2 separate regions of the Hordeum vulgare genome follow, and region 2 is linked to region 1. A link is a contact called in public Hi-C data. All regions are on one chromosome and are shown on one strand. The core of a region is the stretch at or near the end of the contact, and the rest is flanking DNA. Distances in the headings are between cores, read along the strand shown.

Evidence for each region. A called contact is a pair of places that touch in the nucleus more often than the background predicts.
Region 2: a contact with region 1 is called in a Hi-C map of seedling, with 2.9 times the contacts expected there. The contact joins the promoter of LOC123425202 here to the promoter of LOC123425201 in region 1. A contact is called at or near these places in 2 of 6 Hi-C or Micro-C datasets (leaf and seedling).

Annotation. Positions count from the first base shown.
Region 1 is chr2H:82,174,099-82,177,345 of MorexV3_pseudomolecules_assembly, forward strand. LOC123425201 (40S ribosomal protein S9-2) reads left to right here and starts at 1,737. Exons shown (of 3, transcript XM_045108875.1): 1 at 1,737-1,846; 2 at 2,410-2,791. The coding sequence starts at 1,819. It overlaps LOC123425592 (pentatricopeptide repeat-containing protein At1g26900, mitochondrial), which reads right to left and starts at 1,502. Exons shown (of 1, transcript XM_045109282.1): 1 at 1-1,502. The coding sequence starts at 1,502. It overlaps LOC123433792 (a small nucleolar RNA gene), which reads left to right and starts at 3,112; the gene lies at 3,112-3,202.
Region 2 is chr2H:82,304,107-82,307,353 of MorexV3_pseudomolecules_assembly, forward strand. It overlaps LOC123425202, which reads left to right and starts at 1,537. Exons shown (of 5, transcript XR_006621797.1): 1 at 1,537-1,774; 2 at 2,277-2,458; 3 at 2,814-3,188.

The sequences.
Region 1 (3,247 bases), core at 487-2,986:
AACTCGACATTGCCATGAACCCTGCAGGCTGCAAGCAAAGTTCTCCATCCCACAACATCGCCATGGGAGGACAAACTTCTTATAAGCTCATAAGCTTCATCCAATCGCCCCGCCTTTCCCAGGAGATCGATTATGCAACCATAGTGTTCGGTGTGAGGAGATAGGCCATATTGCCGCACCATGCTCTCGAGGTGCTTCTTCCCTTCAAACACTAACCCGCCATGGCTACAAGCATTCAGCACCGCAAGAAAGGTAACCTCGTTAGGAGTGACACCGTTTTGTTGCATCGAGTGAAACAGGGATATCGCGGCATCTGACTGCCCATTAACTCCCAATCCCATGATCATCGCAGTCCATGCCATCACATCCCTGTCGTGCATTGCATAAAAAACCGCAATTGCCTCCTTGGGGTAGCCACATTTGAAGTACATATCCACAAGCGATGTTCCTAATGCAGTGTCAAGCTCAAGGCCAAGCTCCAGCGCAAGCTCATGGATGCGACGACCGGGTACGATTGCCCCTGACACTCCACACGCAGAGAGCATGCCCACAAGAGTCCCTGTGTTTGGTTTCAGTCCCTCCTGTCTCATGCTATCCACCAAGCCCATTGCCTCCTCGATTTGCCCGGCCTTTGCGCAGCTATCCACCATGCAATTATATAGCACCAAGTCCTTCTTCGTCGCCTCTTCGAAGACCTTCTTTGCACATCCAATCTCCCCTTTCCTAGAATACATCCCCTCCACTGCTGCCGCCACCTTGACATCCTTGCAGAACCCTGTCTTGACGCTGAACCCATGAACTGACTCCCCTTGCCACACACACGCAACCAACACGACCACCGCCGTCGCACTGACATCCACACCACAGCACCTCATAGCACTGAACATCTCCACGGCCGCACTGATCTCCCCGGCCCTGGCATAGCTCCCGATCATCGTGTTCCATGACACGGTGTCCCTCTCAGGCATTTCATCGAACATCCTCCGCGCGTCCCCTATGTTCCCTATGCAGCAGTAGAAGTGGCACAGCACGTTCCCCAGGCCCACAACGCCTGAGAACCCGTACCGCAGCAGGAGCGCATGAACCTGCCGCCCGAGCGAGGCCGCCGCGTCGTCGCCGGAGTTCTTGGCGCAGAGCGCGATGAGCGGCTGGAAGGCGAACTCGTCCAGCGCGGGGAGGCGCGCGCGGGCGGAGGCGAGGACGGCGAGGGACGCGGAGGCGGCCGAGGAGAAGCAGGGCGCCGCGGAGAGGGCGCGGAGGAGGGCCGTGTGGTGGAAGAGCGTGGGGCACGGAATGGCGGCGAAGAGCGAGAGCGCGTAGGGCAGCGGCGCGAGCGGGGAGGCGAGCAGCCTGGCCGTGGGGAGCGCGTGGTGAGGGAAGAGCGAGGCCTTGAGCATGGCCGCGTGGAGCTGCAGCAGGTGCGCCGGCCGCGTCGCCGACCTGAGCAGCGCCGTGATCGTGGTCACCAGCGGCTTCCCTGGCGACGGCGTCCGCGTCGGCATGGCGAGCGCGCGGACGCGCGGTGCGGTGTTTTTTTCTTTAAGCGGTACGCGCGGTGCGGTGGTGTTGGCCGCTTCGAGTTGCCTTCCGCGCGGTGGGCTGCATGTGTCTGTCTCGCAGTTGAAGGCCCACTAGGGCTTGCATAAGCAAAGGACGACAAAAGTTTCAAAACCCGGCCCATCAAACCGAACTAGGTTTAGCCCTACCCTATATAATATCGCCTCTTCCTCCTGGCCGCCTCTCTCCACCGATCCCTTCACCCCCACCGGCGGCGCGCAGCTCGACGACCCGAGCGATCCTGCGGCGGAGGCGGCAGCCATGGTGCACGTCAACTTCTACCGCAACTGTAAGCCCCCCCTCCACGCACTCCCGCGTGTCCTCGTGATGTGCGCTGCTTATGCTGAACGGCGGCGTCCCTCTGGGCAGATCCAACTTTGGTTTGCTAGTTTCGTGAGCCAGCGTCTGTTGGTTTCTGTCATGGGATTGAATGTGAATGCTTAGTTCTTGTTTTGATCGGATGAACTAGACGCTTTGTACCCAGTGACGAAGATTTGTAGAGTAGCTTGGTAGCCGATTTGGTTCTGAAAGTTGATATTTTGGTTGTAATCTGACACCTGATTGAAATTTATGTCCTAAGACTTGAAAATTCTGTTATCTTCCGGTACTTCACTCGTCTTAGGCTAATGCGGATTCCATGATGTATGGTTTAGTCTTTGAAGACTTTGATGTGAGATAATTAGCACGAGTTGTGCTTTTAATCCATAGTATTCGTCTCCTGCTTGACGTGTAAGTGTTTAGGCCGTGCCATTTCCAATCGACATTGTACTGTGTTCTGTGCTTGTTTTTGTACTCCGTATCTGATTGTTTTTTGGGTGCTTCCAAGTATCTTACGATTTTGTTGTGGTGCAGATGGTAAGACCTTCAAGAAGCCAAGGCGTCCGTATGAGAAGGAGCGTCTTGACGCTGAGCTGAAGCTGGTTGGGGAGTACGGTCTGCGGGCCAAGCGTGAGCTCTGGCGCGTGCAGTATGCTCTGAGCCGCATCCGGAATGCTGCCAGGGAGCTGCTCACCCTGGATGAGAAGAGCCCCCGCCGCATCTTTGAGGGTGCAGCGCTGCTCCGCCGCATGAACCGCTATGGTCTTCTCAGTGAGGACCAAAACAAGCTTGATTACGTGCTTGCCCTCACTGTTGAGAACTTCCTCCAGCGCCGTCTCCAGACCATCGTGTTCAAGAATGGCATGGCCAAGTCAATCCACCATGCTCGTGTCCTTATCCGGCAGCGCCACATCAGGTTAGCTGTCCATGCTTATCCTTCTCTTGCATACATTCTGAAATTTACATGGCTACTAGTTAATTCTATCGTGCAATATCATTCAGTACTCACCTGGGAATCAGTAATTAACAATGAGATTTTGACCCTATTGTCATTTTGTAACCAACAGTTTTTTGCTTCACTATAATATTATGATAAATCATCTGCAGAATTAATGTTTGGATTTGCTTTGGTAATTTAGATAATTGTTTTCTATATTTTTGCCTGTTGTTATACATTTTGGCTTGTGTATCTATACTGATTGTAGAACACCTGACTTGTGCTTGTTCATTTTGGATGGGGCATATGATGAGAAACTGTATGCACACTCATGACGGTCGTCTAAGACACTTTGTGTGTAATGTTGCAATCATATTTACTCTGATGTTCTTAACTCTTGTTCAACTCTGGGATATGCTATTCATGATGGATCAC
Region 2 (3,247 bases), core at 287-2,786, 130 kb after region 1:
ATAAATGTGCAATTAAAATGATTTAAGTTTTTTTTTAAACAAACCAGTGGAAAGTGAAATGCATGTTCCGAAAGTGAAAGCCAATATGAAACTATAATGTGAAATGTTGAAATTAAAATGTGTTTCAGATATGAAATGTGAAACATTGAAATTTAAATGTGTTTGAAAGATATCCAAGATTGCTCTAGTTTCATAGATCTTTGCGCCAAGAGTTCAAATATATAAATTATTTCAAATATGAACTTATGATTTAAAAGATATGAGTGTTATCAATTATGTAAGATAAAATAAAGTCAATAGATTTGTTTGCAGAGGAGAGAGAAGAGGTAAATGCATACATGTCCTGGGCTGCAAAAAGTAGTACTCCATGCCTCACTACTCCATCCGTTTCTAAATATAAGTTTTTTTAGAATTTTATTAGAGAATTACATACGGTGTAAAATAAATGAATCTAGACTCTAAAATATGTCTATATATATCCGTATAAAATCCCCTATGTGAAACCTCTAAAAAAACTTATATTTAGGAACAGAGGGAGTAGGTGATAAAATGATGGACCTGTTCTCCAAATACCAACATCTTATAAACATTTGGAAACATTTTATACAACATATGAGTTAATATACGGTTTGAGGTGCCGCTGACTGATAGGCTAGACAGCCACTGGTAGATAGCACTAATGCGCAAATTTTCATTTCGCCTTTTTATCCGAGTCGGTATCTACGAGTAGTTTCCAACTAATGTAAGCATGCCACCTCAAAAGTTGTCATAAGTTATATTTCTCTATTCCATTCTTTTTTTATTTAAGCCATTATACCTAGGGCCCATCCACATGATTTTAGTCACACACCTCATTTAAGATTGATGATTTTTTTTTCAAAATCGATGAACCTTTTCTAAAATATTGAAAATTTATAAACTTTTTTGAATATCGATGAACTTTTTTGAAATTGACGAACATCTTTTTGAAAATGCATGATTTGTTTTCAAAATTGATGAACTTTTTAAAGATTTATGAACTTTTCTCAGTTCATTGAACTTTTTTTAAAAATACATGAACTTTTTTTGCATTTCTATGAACTTTTTTTGAATTTCTATGAATTTTTTCAAATTTAATGATATTTTAAAAAAATTAATGAACTTTGTCTAAATTGGATGATTTTTTTTATCAATTTCAATGAACTTTTTTTCAAATTTATGAACTTTTTTTAAAATTGATGAACCTTTTTTATAGATATGAGCTTTTTTTCAAGTGGATGAACCTTTTTATTTAAATATGTAATCCTTTTTTGATTTTTTATTTTTATTTTCGTAACAAATAGAAAATGTGGGCGTTTTTTTCTATTGGATCAAATAAAAAAACAGATCAAATTAAACTGGGCAGCACGCTAGTGGGTCGGTCCATGCCAGCGACGCTGCAGGCGCCGGATAGTTAATGGAGGCCTGCAGCGCTGCATAGGAGATCCCCGTCGGCGCGTGTGTGATGGTGAGGAAGGGGAAAGGATCCAGTCCCGTGAAGTGACGCCTTCCGTGGCCCATTTGGCCCGTCGCAAGTAGAGCACAGCTTCCCCTGCGCTGCACGTCTCTGTTCCCTTCCTCACGACGTAACTGAAGCCGCCGTCTTTGTACTCTTCTTCTTCCCCCAGATCTTCCTCTACTGCTGCTACCTCGTTTCTCCCCCCTCTCCCACACGGCAGCATCGTTTACCCACCAAACTCCTCACTTCATCCGTGGAATCTCGCCCACTTTCCCGGCTCAGATCCGAGCTCGTACGGTACGGAGAGCCTCGCCTTCCCCCCCTGGCATGTCTTTTGAAGTTCAGATTCAGATATTTTAGCTTTCGTCCTGGTTTCGGTCGTGCTGCTAGTGTCTTGCTGCTGGAGATTCTTTAGCTGTAGTTTATTCGCGGAGAATCTTCGAATTGTTTGAAGAAGAAAAAATGTTAATTGATACGGTAGTCTCAGTTTCTTGGCGTCGTGGCAGCTCAAGTTGTCACATAATTTGCCACGGATGCATGCCAACTGCTATTTCTAATGTTGGGAATGGAATATGCCCTGTTCATGGCTTTCTTTACAGTTCCATTTCCCGTAATTTTGGTCATGGCTGAACAGCTTTCAGCATAAACTAGGTTTGTACTCTGTTATGCTTGCTATTGATTTTGTTCCCTGTTTGTGTGTGCGTGTTTTACACTAATTAAGTAATTAGTCATGTTTGCAGACAGCCTTCGAGTATCTTATTTGTGTAACGCATCCCATCTGTTGCTCATCCTGTTACAGCGAAATGGTGATCCTTTGTGCTGGCCACCCTGCTCCTTCGGTTCATTCTGAATTTCTATCTGGATGGCTATCACTCAACAGCTCCAGAAGGCCTTACCGTTTGAGCTCAACCGGAAGGAACATCAGAAAGCAAAACAGACATCAGCGGGCGATTACCTTCGCAAAAAGCTCTTCATTACAAGGTATGTCTCGTAGAAATTAGGCAGGACATCTCATTCAGTAGCTAAATTAGTTTCGCCTGCTTTGGATGCTGGAATTTTGCATTTGTTCCTTTGCAAGCAATATATTCATTGGAAATCTCACAGTGGATCATGTAAACCGTGATACGAATAAAAGTTCTTCTTGTATTTACTCAGATCTTCGGATGCTCTTAATGGCCTAGCCTTCAGCAAATGTTGTGCAGCAGTACTGTTCACATGTTATGACATGTCCTCTGTTATGATGTAAATTATGAATTTGTGGCTGAACCTAAACTTATTCTTGTTAATATTCAGACCATACAATTACTGAATTTCTACCTTCCATTGCATTGTCCAGATTCAGTGGCCTCTGTAAAACCATCTCGTCTTCTGCCCACAGTAGAACCAAAAACATTTCCCAATAGTGTCCCTGATGAGATGCTATCAAAACTCAGATTGGAAGAATCTGATGCATTTTACATACTAGAGCTGTGCACAAGTAGAGAACTTAGTTCCTCTTTGCTAGATAAGAACTCCGCGATCTTAGTCTGCTTAATTGATGTTGACGGTGACTCCTTGTTACAAAGAGTACCAGCAATCTATGGGGACCAACCTTCACATGGCACCAAGGCATCACAATTCCTCCCCTTTCAAAGTGGTTCAGTTGATATCATTACCTTTAAAGGTCCCAAATTGCAGACAATCAAAGAAATCTGGATTGGCCTTGAATCAGGTACACTATCCACCTAGTTGTCTATTCTGTGCAAATATGTGCCAGTCCTTGCTATACTA